Regions from separate parts of the Sus scrofa genome. Here region 1 is linked to region 2. Evidence: chromatin contacts called from public Hi-C data. All regions are on one chromosome and are shown on one strand. Each heading gives the region's core, a stretch centred on a gene start, on an enhancer-like site or on the middle of the called end of the contact. The rest is flanking DNA. Distances are from core to core; before and after follow the strand shown. Region 1 overlaps CPLX1 (complexin-1). Region 2 holds the start of PCGF3 (polycomb group RING finger protein 3).

Region 1 (6,325 bases), core at 3,494-5,993, 55 kb before region 2:
AGGGGATTTAGGGCCCAGAACGATCTCATCTCTAATCTTACCTTAATTACATCTGCAAAGACCCTATTTCCAAATAAGGTCACGTTCTAAGGTTCCAGGTGACATGAATTTTGGAGGGAAACCACTCAATCCACTGCTGAGGGGAGACACATGCAGGAAACCAGAATGGGGGGGCACTCAGTAGTGCCCAGGAGTGTAGCCGAGGGCACACATAGGTGGGGTTCCCAGACATCTACCCGGAAGTGACAACTGGACATGGAGCAGGCAGAATGACCTTCGAGGGGCCAGGGTCTTGGTGGCATCCAGGGATAGTTGGCCAGGCATTAGGCTGTGGCCATATGTAGCCAGACAAGGATCTAGGCCCCGCGGGGCCGGCTGGACACAGAACAATGGCTTCTCTCCGCCACTGCCAGCGGGCGTCTCGGCCAGGCCTCTGTGCTCCAGGTCTACAGGCCAGGCCAGGCCGAGGACCATGCCTGCTTCTCTGAGACCTCCTGGTTGGGGACCTCTCCTTCCGGGAGTCTGGGTGGCCGTCCACTCCCGTCCTGTGCCTTTCTCTGCTGCTGCTGCTGCCTCTCGAGGCCCCTCCTCTGATCCTGCAAAAGCTGGGAGGGTCCAGCCTGTTCAGGCCTTGGGAGCGCCCCTCCTGGGGCTGGGAGGCAGGCCCGGGGACTCCAGTGCCTGATCCCCGCCTGCCCTCCGCCTGCCCTGTCCCCTGCAGTATGGCATCAAGAAGAAGGAGGAGCGTGAGGCCGAGGCCCAGGCTGCCATGGAGGCCAACTCGGAGGGCAGCCTGACAAGGCCCAAGAAGGCCATCCCACCGGGCTGTGGGGATGAACCGGAGGAGGAGGACGAGAGCATCCTGGACACGGTCATCAAGTACCTGCCTGGACCACTGCAGGACATATTCAAGAAGTAACAGCCACGGAGCCGGACAGCAGCTCGCCCGAGCCCGGAGCCCCTGCCCCCTCGCCCACCCCCAGTCCTGCCCTCCGCGGAGGCCCCTGAAGGGATGTCGGGAGCAGAGTGCAGCCCTCCAACACCAGTATAAGCCATAGTCCTGGGTCTTTCCGCCCCATGCCCCCCTTATGCCTTGGGAGCCTCTGCCCACCTCTCACCCCACCCCATCCCCGCACTGCCATCGCCACTACCACCGAGGGAGGGGCACCCTACCGCCCCACCCAGGGCCCCTGCGGTCTGCTGGAGGCTCTGGGGACCAGCCCACGTGCTCGTCTGGCAGCAGGTGGGTTGGACCCTCCCCCAGAGCCTGGGAAGCCCCTTTCTGCTCCAGCCCTTCACCACCCACCCAGCAGGGCCCTTGGCCAGGGCCACCTTAAGGGCCAGTCCCTCGACCACCTCTGCGTTGGCGGGCGCAAACTCAGGAGCACAGCCATAGTAGGGGGCAGCGGTCGTGCAGGCTGGGGTGGGGGTAGGAGAGGCCAGCAGCTGGCCCGGGCTCACTGCCTGGGATCAGCCTGGCCCCCCCAACCCCTCCCCCGCACTGACACCTGGGTTGCTGTATCTGTGTCTTCCTAGTGCTAGTCCCTAGTGCCTGCCCTCCACCTCCGTCCATCTGCACCCCTTACCTTCTTCGTCCAGCTGTCTGCCCTCCCGGCCCTCTTCTTGTCCACTCCTCTGGAAGCCTTCGATTCTGAGGAATGCCAGGGCCTGCGCTCTCCCCCACCAAGGGAAACACAAAGTGACAGGCTTGGGAAAGCCTCAGATAGGCGCTCATGCAGCCCCATAACTCCAGCTCCCCTGAGTCTGTCGGCCCGGCTGAGCCCAGCCCCACTCCCCTTCCTGGTTGCCATGACCCGTGTCCTCCGAGGCTGCTCTGGGGGTGGAGTGTCCTGCCCTCACCCTCTGAACACCCACACCTTCGCCCAGAACCGGGAGGAGAAGCAGAGCCCTGGGGACCGGGCGCTGGGTGCCCGCAGAAGCAAGCGGAGTCAGAAGGCCCGCCCCTGTCCTGTGCCGTCCCTGCGCAGATGCAGGCCCTCGAATTGGGGTTGGCGCCCCTGCCACTTGGGCCAGCCGGGGTCAACAGAAACAGCCAAGGGCCTCCCAACCCTCACGTTTCCTCTACCTTCGTTTAATTTGCATCACAATATGTCGAATCTCAGGTAATTGAGGTCTTACGTATTTGAGGAGTTTTATCGTGACAGGAAGCCTCTCGCCTCAGTCCCTGGGGCCTTTTCTGTCTCGTCGAAAATTCATCGTGTCCACGTGTCGCGGGCCAGGGGCGCGGGCCTCCCTAGCTCTTTAGAGAAGCCATACGACTAGACGCAATACGAACCACCACCGCCCCCCAGTTCCCAGCCGCGGGCGCGCCCCGCCTCCTCCCGGTCCCACGTCTTTTTTAAATGCCTGTTTTCACACGTTAAAAAGCCAGCTCTGAGCAGACAGGGCGCTATCTCTAGAAACCCCGCATCCTGCTCCGGGCGCGTGGGACGCCCAAGCAGCCGAGCTTAGTGTAGACCGTGGATGTCCCCGTCGTCTGTCCTGGCGCCCGTGACTCCTCCTGCATGCGGGGGCCTCTCCAGATGGAGTCACAGCCAATAAACACCACAGTGATTTCACGCGCGTGGCCGTCTGGAGTCCTCTTTCCCCCCGGAGGCAATGGGGCTGGGAGGGGCCCCGGGGTGCAGCCGAGGTCCTGCTGGATGGTTGGTCCCCACTTGCCCCCCCAGGCCCTGCCAAATAGGCCCAGCCCACCCCACCCCCTTCGCGGGGGCAGCTCTGAGGGCTCCCCACAGCCCTGACCTGGACTCCCTCCGCAGACCCTTTCTCCCTAAGGCTGCCCCGCCCGACTCGACATCCGCAGACCGGGTCCCTTTAGGGCCCCAGCCCCGCAAGTCTCCCCCATCTCTGGCCTTTCCTGTCCCACAGCCCTTGGGGCCCTGGTCCCACTGTGCTGACCACACTTGTCCCCCCACCCCCACCCCCTCCCCACTGGGCTGGGCCCAGAATGCTGCCCCTTTGCCTCTGCCTCAGAACTTGGCCAGCTGATCCAGGTTTTGGGCTCTACAAGCCACCGCCCCAGCACGGCTGCTCTGAGAAGGGGCACACCGAACTGCACCCCCGCCCCCGCCTGGCCTGAACTCCTCTCAGTGCTGAGCAACCCGGATTGCCAGTGACCTGCATCGCCTTCCCTCGGGAGCCCCGCGGCCCTTCCTCAGTGCCTGGTGGGGCAGATCTCTTTGCAGAGGGGTCCGCGGGCTCCAGGGAGAGGCACCCCTTTGCCTGATGCTTGCTGAACCCCCACAACGTGCAGAGCCCCGTTCTAGGCACCAGGGGTAATTGAGGTTCCTTTCTCCTGGGACTGATTTTTCCAGCGGCAGGAGGCAGAGGGGATGGTGAGGGTCGCTGTTTCCCTCTGAAGATGTGATGTGTGCACACAGAGGGAGCTCTGCAGGCCTCTGATGGAAGTGCATTCCAGGCAGAGGAATGGCAGTGCCAGGGCCCTGAGGCGGAAGCTGGCTGAGGACCTCAGAGTGGCCCTGGGACTTCTGCCACCACGCCCTTGGCTCTGGGCTTGCTTTAGGACCACTCTGCCTCTTTGTAGTCTCTTTCCTTTCAGAGCATTCATTTAACTCTATAACAAAGCAGACCACACTTCCTTCAGGGAAGTCCTCCATGCCTCAGGTAGGCAGGCAGATCCTCTGGAGCCAACCTGGGGCCGTGTTCTGCTCGGCATTGCTGTCTCTTAGGCACCTGGAACTGCTTGAGTCACAAGCCACTTAGCTATCAAGGCTGTCAGGACACTTTTTTTTTTTTTTTTTTTTTTTTGTCTTTTTGCCTTTTCTAGGGCCGCTTCTGCGGCATGTGGAGGTTCCCAGGTTAGGGGTCTAACCGGAGCTGTAGCCGCTGGCCTACACCAGAGCCACAGCAACACGGGATCAAGCCGTGTCTGCAACCTACATCACAGCTCAGGACAATGCCGAATCCTTAACCCACTGAGCAGGGCCAGGGATCGAACCCACAACCTCATGGTTCCTAGTCAGATTCGTGAACCACTGAGCCATGATGGGAACTCCCAGGACACGTTTTTAAAGATCTGGCAATTAAGGACCATTTTGTTTTGCTGTGCTAATCCGCAGCTAGACAAATCCTGCTGTCCACAATCGCTGCCAGCGGGTCTCAGTGAACCCTGGGTGCAGGCCACCTGTCCACACAATTTGGAGCCGACCTCCACTTCTGCCTCAGCCGGTTCTCATCAGGTCCTAAAGGAGGGACAGTCTCCGGTGAAGGGTGGGATGGGATCCCTCGGAGCCGGTGGGATTCAGGCCGTCGACCTGGGGCCGGGCTTGGGCACGATTGGGTGGGGTGAGAATGCGAGTCAGGCTGGGGGGGCGGGGGGGTGGGACCAGGGGCAGGAGCCCAGGCAGGATGCGGGGGGCGGGCTCGGGTGGGGTGGGGTGGAAGTCGGGCTTGGGGGGGAGGGGGGAAGCTGACGATGGGGCGGGACCGGAGGAAGGATGAGGGAAGCGGGCTGAGGGGCCGAGCTGGGGATCCGGCTGCAGCAATTCCTGGCTAGGGCCGGCCGACACGTGCGTGGCCTGGAGGATTGAAGGGCCTCAAGGAAAGACACCGCCCAGCGCCACTCAAACTGGGCGCTGAGCCTAGGCGTCGGGGCCAGGAGTAGGCCCCCTGGTGACCCCGGTCCCGCCCCCACCTCATTCCACCCCGCCCCTGGCCGGCCTCAGCCAATCAACGCGTGCTAAGTCATGCGGCTGCGATTGGCTCCCAGAAGGTCACGTGGCAGAAACCTAACAAATCGGGGCCCGGGAGACGCCAAAGAAGGAAGGGCGGCAGCCGCAGGGGTGTCCTCGGGATCGATTACCTAGTGTCTCCCCGGCGCTCTCCGGTCCCTCCCTGTGTCCTCTCGTCCTCCCGGTGTCCTCTGAGCCCCCGCGTTGGGAGGGCTGGGACAGAGAACCCAGCTGAGCCAGGACCAGGAACGGGACTACCTGGTTGCGGGGTGGGGCTGGGCCGGCGCAGCGCGGTCCAGGCGGGGCGGGCACTGGAGAGGAGATGCGCCCAGCCTGGTGCGCACAGGTCGTCCAGGGACGGGACAGCAGAGGATCACCACCTCCCGGTGGGGTCATTCCTCCCGGCCACCGGTGGGGTCATCCCTCCCGGCCATCGGCCCTGCCCCGGACTACCCTCACCCTTCTCCCCCGCCCCCCAGCCCCAGTTACAGGCGGTGAGGGTGTGAGGCCCAGGAGCTGGAGGTGAGGAGGGGGCTAGGGCATCCATTTGGCTCTAGCAGCCAGTGCCGGCCGTTGGTGGGTCTTTACTCTGCTGCGTGAGGCTCGGGGAAGAACTAGAATCCTACATTGCTCGTCCCTGAGGGTGGGGCCCCCACAATGCTGAGCACCAGACCCCCGTGGTGCCCAGGGTGATTTCTCTCAGCCCCAGAGGGTGAGGCATGGAGTGGAAGTTTAGTTTGGTTTCTGCAAAATAAACGTGTTTCTTGCACCCTTGAGTACGTTGAGATTTAGGCAGAGGATGATGCCAGTGAAGAGAGGTGCCCAGCCTGACTGAGGGAAAGGCCTGGAAGCCTGGGATGAACTGGGTGAGATCCTGGCAGACACTCCTGGCTGCCACCCTCCTGAAGCAGGAGACCCAGTGCCAGGGGTAGCTCCTGGGTACAGCCCACGTCATTCCCTCCCTGGCTGTCTCCTCAGGGCCCTCTGCAAAGAAGCCTTCTTGGAAAGACAAATGCTAATGAGTTGTTGACTGGCCTTTGAACCTGGCCCCCAAGCCTGGTCCCAGCGCTGACCTTTATTTTATTTTTTGGCCATGCCCACGGCATGGAGAAGTTGCTGCCCAGGGATCAAACCTGTGCTACAGCAGTGACCTGAGCCACAGCAGCGGCAATGCCAGATCCCCAACCCAGTAGGCCACCAGGAAATTCCACCCTGACCTTTAAACTGCCTCAATCTGCAGCTGAGTAGCACTGATGCACCTGCTCCTGCAGAGAGCTCTGGCCCATAAGGATGGCACCTGCTCTGTGTCCAGGTGCCCCAAACCCCTGATTCTCTCCAAGGAGTCCTACATTCTAGGGTGCATCAGCCAGAAGTCAGCCTCTGTCTGCACATGTCCACACAGTCCTGCTTAGGGCCCAAGAAGGGGTCTCACCCTGTCACACCTCTTGACCCCTCCCTCACCCACCCATGTTGAGGCCAGACAATGAACAGGGGCCGGGCCTGGCTGGACCTTCCAGGTTCAGACGGGAGACTGACAGTCCATACAAATTCTCTGACTTGCAGCTAATCCTCATGCAGTGAGCAGAAATAAAGTTCAATAAATAATCAAAAAT
Region 2 (5,926 bases), core at 2,967-5,466:
ACTTCCTCGCCAGGCAAACACGGGTGACCAATCAAAGCCCTCAGGACACTCGCCTCCTTAGAGGGCTTTACGAGGGCTTTACGAAGGTCAGCTTTTAGTTATTCTCTGTTCAGTACCTATCACGGGCCAGGCCCTGCTGAGAGTCAGGAAACACAGATGCTGGCGAGACCCCCACAGCACCCACAAGTTAGCAGGGAGTTCCCAAGGAGGTCTGCGGATGGCTTTCCACTATTTGCTGATGTCTTGTTAAACGCCTGGGACGTGCTGCTAAGGTAGCAGAGTCTCGCAAATACTGATGCATTTCCAAAAAAAAAAAAAAAAATCCAGTTAACCGCCACTCTCTGAATCCACCTAAATATTAGAAAACAATCAAGCTAACAACTGGTTTTTTAAGGACTATATTTTCTCTCTCTTTTTTTCTTTTTGGCCGCCCCTGGGCATATGCAGTTCCCAGGACAGGGATCAGATCCAAGCTGAAGGTGCGACCTAGCGACCTTAGCTGCAGCCTCAGCAGTGCTGGATCCTTAACCCACCGTGCGGGCCGCCAATCCCATGGCACCACAATGCAACTCTAAGAACTACATTTGCAAGTACGTTTTAGTTCTTTTCAATGAAGGGTTCTGCTGAGTTCGACGGACAATTCTGAAGGAGTGTGTAGCAGTGCTCGGCCCCTAACGCTCTCCTCCTGTTAGGTGTTTCACTACTGTCCTGTGGGGCTTCGCATAACTCAGTGCTGCGGGGGGAAACACGCAGATTAGAAAGGGTCGTCTTGTTATTTTTAAAAGCCTCACTTGTTAAAGTTCAACGAAATACTACCAACTTGTAGAACCGAAGGAGAGTTCCATTTTCTGAAGCACAGTGAATTGTGCAGAATTTCTGCAACAGTAACAGCAAATATCAGAAGGGTAGGAAGAAACTGTCCCCAAACCCCAACTCATTCCAACAGCGAAAAAATTACATTTTCAACTTCAACTTCAATTCTGAACATTAGCCAAATAAAGCTCCAAATGAAATAACAAATCCTGCCATCTAGCAGATTAAAGAGTAACAGTATAGACTGAAACAAGGCTTGCTTTATAATGCGAATCAAACCACCCAAACAAATAATTCCAATCACTGGCAAAGGGCCCTGCAGGAGGGGACCCTCCCTCCGCGTGGCGACCAGTCCTCCAGGGAGGCCTCCCATGTGGGCCTTCAGAGCCCTGTGCTACAGCCTCAGCCCAGCCCAGAGGGAGGCAGGCACTGGTGGGTCTGGGTACTGGGAGGGGCACCGAGGGCTGGGCACCGAGGCCCCTGTACAGTTTCCCAGAGCATCACTTCCCCACATGGGTCAACTACTCAAAACATTTGGGGATCTCACATCTAAAAAAGGTCTTAAAAACACCAGTTTATACTTTCTGGAGCAAAATACCTGGCAGGAATAAAACAAAGCTCTGGAAACATCCAAAATCACTACACCTGAAGTTTCAAATAACTCCACATCACTGACACACATACCTACGGTTTAAGTTGTGTGGGCGGAGAGGGCTTATGGTTTGCTACTGTGTTCTAGGTTAATTCCTAAAACCCTTCCGACTTGAAACTTATCTCCCGTCATGTGTGCGCTTCAGAAACAGTGGTTCCAGTCACAGTGGTGACATCGGAAGCCATGTAACCAAAGAGGCCACCTCAGACTGGCCACTACACACAACCGTGCTAATCCACCCACAGGGTGCTTCTCCCTGCAGGAGCTAAAATCTGACCAGTGCCAGGCCTTATCCCAGTGTGCCTTCCTCCCTCTCAAGTGTGGGCTGGGCCTGGTGCCGAGATCCCAACAAACAGAATGTGGCAAAAGGGACGGGAGTCACGGCCCAGATCAGGTCACGAAGACCGTGGCCTCCCGCTTGCTCTCTTACTCTGCCGCTGGCTCCCTGAGCTGCCCTCATGGACGTCTCCGGCCAGCAGCCAGAGCCCCGGCCAGCACCCCTCGTGAGATGCTGAGCCTGAGCACCCAGCTCAGCTGTGCCTGGATTCCTGACCCGCAGACATTGTACGATAGGAACTAATAGAAATAGTGCAACTGCCCAGCATTATCACACTTTCAAAAATCCAAAAATGGGAAAGGAAAGAGCCTAACCAAAACTGAACGCCCAGTTTTACAGGTCTTTTCCAAAACTTCACAAAGCAAATTAAGTGTTTAAAGAATAAAGTGTTAATAAATAAAAGAAAAAGAAAAAAAGAAAGTATGTTAAAAAAAAAAAAAGTAAGCATTAAGTATGAGGGTCCCGACTGTGGTTACATTTGGACATTTGGCAAAGAAAAGTTTCTAGACTGGACTATTTGGGGACTCCATTTGCTTAAGATTAGGTCCCATGAAATGTTACACTGAAAATCCAAAGTGGTTTTCTCCTAAGTAACCAAGAAGTGAAACTACGGCACAAAATGAAATACTGAACTGACCAGTTCAAGCATCTCCCTTGAGAGTTTGAGATTTACGCCTCATTCTACTGTCCAATCTCTGGATGAGTCGCAAGCCTGTCGCACGCACATCTTTCTGAAAGCATTCCTGCTTTTCATGCGTTCGTTCACACACTCCCTCATTCATTCGGTGACTGTGTGCCGCATGCCGACCCCGTGCCAGGCAGCCAGTGCCCGCCTGGGCCTTCTGTCCTCTCAAACTCCTCCAACACTATTCTACACAACACCCTCTGGAGCCCTTCCCCAGTCAAAGAGCAGCACTGTCGCATCCCCACTTCCAAATTAAAGGACAATGTGGGCAAGATCCTGATGAAAGTCTGATTCCAAGGTTTCAGAGACACAAAGCCAGTGTGGACCAGGCACTGGAGGATGGGCCCCAACGTGCTCCATGACCAGCCCCGGGGCCCTGCCCAGGCAGCATGTGCTAAAGGTCAGGTCTGTGGGGCCCAGGTGCTCAGGGGCCTCAGGAGGAGACTGGTCTGCACCTGTGGGGCTCAGGCGACCAGGACCCTGATGCTCCAGAGCCTTTGGAGCAGGCAGGTCCAGCTGAGGGGGCCGGGCAGTTTCAGGGCACCTCTGGATCCCGCTTCTGGACCCAACCCCCCTGGGGACCCAGCCTGGGGGCCCTTCACTCCTCACAGACCACCTTTGAGGTCTGGGTACCTCTCAGGGACTCATTCAAGAGTCGTGACCTCCCTAGGGACCTGTCCAAGTTCTGGCTCTTATCACGGTCCTAGCCCTCCCTCAGAGCCGGCCTTCTTCAGTCCTGCCCCAGCATCCAGCTTCCTACGTGACCTACCTGGGTCACCCTTGGAGCCCGCCACATGGCACGGTCCCAGGGTCCCGGCCTCCTGGGAAGGGAGGGCTGTCCCAGGGTCCCAGAGGTGCTCGCGGTGCTTCCAGAATCCTGGCCGTACCAAGGCCAATGTTGGTGTCCCAGTCCTCCCTAGTGGGTTTAGCCTCAAGTCCTGATCTTTCCACGAACCCGTCCTGGGGTCCAGACTGCCCCAGTGACCCATCCTAAGGTCCAGGCCCTCCTCAGTGACTTGTTTCAGTGTCCCAGCAGTTCCTGGGTCCTGCCGGGTCCTGAGGTCTGGCCCTGCTCGGTGACCTTCCTCAGGGTCCAGCTCTCTCCAATTCCTGCTGGGTCCTAGGGTTCCAACCCACCACCGTGACCTAGAGTGGGGTTGGACCCAACTCCATGACCCATAGCACGGTTGGGATCTCCTAGGTGATCTGTCTCAGGGTCCAGAGATTCCTAGTCCTTTTCTGGGGGATCCCGAAGTCCAGACCTTCTCGGTACCCGTTCTGGGGTCCGGTCCTCCCTGGTCCCTCCCCGAAGACTCGTCCCGGGATCGGGCCCTCCCTGGGGTCCCAGTCCCCGGTGGGTCCGGCCCGGGCCTGGGCCTGCCAAGCCGAGTCGGGGCTCCGCAGACCGGGCCGACGAGGGCACAGGGGCGCGGGCAGGGGTTCGGAGCCTTCCGGGCCCGGACACAGGCAGAGGCCGCGGCCTGTGGAGCGGGCGCCGCGGACCAGGCCGGGCGGGGCGCGGACTCACTGACCTGCCGTCTCGGCTGCGGGCGAGCGGGGCGCACGCGGGGGCCGCGCCGGGAGGGGGAGGGGGCGCCGCTCCCTCTGGGTCCCCCCCAAGAGCAGGAGAAAAAAACCCGTCCGGAGTTTAAAACAAAGAGGCGGAAATGCCCGAGTGGAGCCGAACGCAGAGTCGGGGGCGCCGTGCTTGGAGCATGCGCAGTGCCCATCCCGGCTCCCACCCGGCAACCAGGACCGGGGCGGGGCCTGGAGGGGCGGGGCCAGAGGCGGGGGAAAGGGCGTGGTCCAAGGGCGCGGGCGCGTCCGGGCTGGGCTCCGCCCAGGGACTTGGGGGAGGCAAGGGCGCGGGGGCGGGATCTAGGGCTGGGGCGTGGCAGAGAATGTGGGTGCAGGCGGGGGGCGTGGTCAGAGAGAGATTGGAGGACGGGCACTGCTCAGAGACCCTGCAGGGGGCAGGGCGCTAGAGACTTGTGAGGGGTCGGGAAGGCGGGGCCGGAGATTGTGCCGGGCCTGGCGGAGGCGTGGCGCGATCCCCGGTCCGGGGGCGGGGAGGGGCGTGGTCGGAGGGCGGGGTCGGTGGCCGCGGCGCTAGGCGGGGGCGGGGCTGACGGAACGCAGAACCCTGCAGTCAGCTGGGCTCGAGCAGGGCTCTAGGACCAGGACTTTCCTCCGAGGGAGGCGGTCTCGTTCTTGCATTCCTATTCTTCCTGGGAACTAGCTCCTGGAAGGAGTAGGGTCGCCGCGGACAGAGATCGTCCTCCCTCCTGGACTCCCGGTCAGCCAGCAGCATGGCCGACTCCACAACCCATCCCTAGTCCACCTTTCTGCAGGCCCCGCCCTGGAGCTGTAAGCAGTGAAGGTGACGGTCCCGCCCCGCTGGGGTCCACACTGCGTAGGGGGCGCAGCGCGGGAATAACAGAGGAAAGTAAATGAGGTGTCCTGTGGGAAACAAGCCAGGTGGGGGAGGCTGTGGGTGTCCAGAGTTGGTTACGATAGAGGGTATAGCTCAGTGGTAGGGCATTTGACTGCAGAGTTGGTTACAGTAGAATGAGCGGGCACGGAAGGGATGCAGGGAGCAAGCCCTGCAAGTATAGGAGTTGGCAGAGGTTCACAGCGGGTCCAGACAGCCTCAGGCCCTGAGGTGGGTGTGTGTGTGAAGGGTACTTTCCAGAGACCAGCCTGAAAACCAGAGGGCACAGGGAGGCTGGAGATGAAGTCAGATGGCAGGGTCTCCGTGGAAGGCTGAACTGTGTCAGTGGGGGCAGGGCTGCATCAGAAGGCAGTGCTGGGGAGAGCCAGGGGCCTGCACCACGTGGTGCCGTGGAGGGCAGGCAAGGTGGAGGAATGGGCAGCTGCTGACCATCTGAGGAGGGTGATGTTGCTAGGCCCCAAGCTGGGGCCATCGGGAGGCTGGGGGCTGTAGGTGTGCAGCGTGAGCTTGCAGTGTCTACAGATGATGGGACGGTCAAGGGAGGGAGTGAGGGATGGGGGGCCACCCCAGTTGATCCTCCTAGTGGAGAAATGCAGGAGTTCAGGAGGCGCAGGGGAGAAAGACCCAGATAAAACAGCCTGGGGAGGAGGAGCCTCCTCCCAGGGGTGAGTGATGTCCTTTCGGCTGCAGGAAGGATGAGGGCAGTGAGGCCCCTCTGGGGCCATGGCCAGTGGAGTGTGGATGCATCGTTGGAGTGAAAACAGATTGTTCAAAGGAGGAGGAGAAATACAGACAACTTTTCAAGGCAGTAGATGGAAGCCACAAAGGGAACGAGGCATGCCAGAGAAGAAGGCTGTTTTCTATCTGGGCTGGAGCCCTGGCAACGTCAGTGGCTTTGACTGGGTACACTGGGACAATGACCATGCCGTGTGAGCCCAGGCTCCCAGATCCAGGGGGGCAGCTGGCAGGACTTCACACTGGGGGGGG

What was found. A called contact is a pair of places that touch in the nucleus more often than the background predicts.
Region 1: a Hi-C map of skeletal muscle shows a contact between it and region 2, with 5 times the contacts expected there. The contact joins the enhancer-like site here to the promoter of PCGF3 in region 2. A contact is called at or near these places in 9 of 47 Hi-C or Micro-C datasets (embryonic fibroblasts, fetal skeletal muscle, heart right ventricle and 4 more) and 1 of 2 datasets of contacts at active chromatin or transcription factors (alveolar macrophages).

The regions. Positions count from the first base shown.
Region 1 is chr8:194,134-200,458 of Sscrofa11.1, reverse strand. CPLX1 (complexin-1) reads left to right here. Exons shown (of 4, transcript XM_021100829.1): 4 at 722-2,581. The coding sequence ends at 919. Among named protein-coding and RNA genes, the nearest start is that of CPLX1, 34 kb to the left of the region's middle. Within about 2 kb of position 4,743, at least 72 of the 83 cell types and tissues checked have an H3K27ac peak or open chromatin away from gene starts, as enhancers often do. A contact at or near this core is called in alveolar macrophages, embryonic fibroblasts, fetal skeletal muscle and 4 more, where this site is marked.
Region 2 is chr8:138,726-144,651 of Sscrofa11.1, reverse strand. PCGF3 (polycomb group RING finger protein 3) reads right to left here and starts at 4,216. Exons shown (of 10, transcript XM_021100828.1): 1 at 4,020-4,216.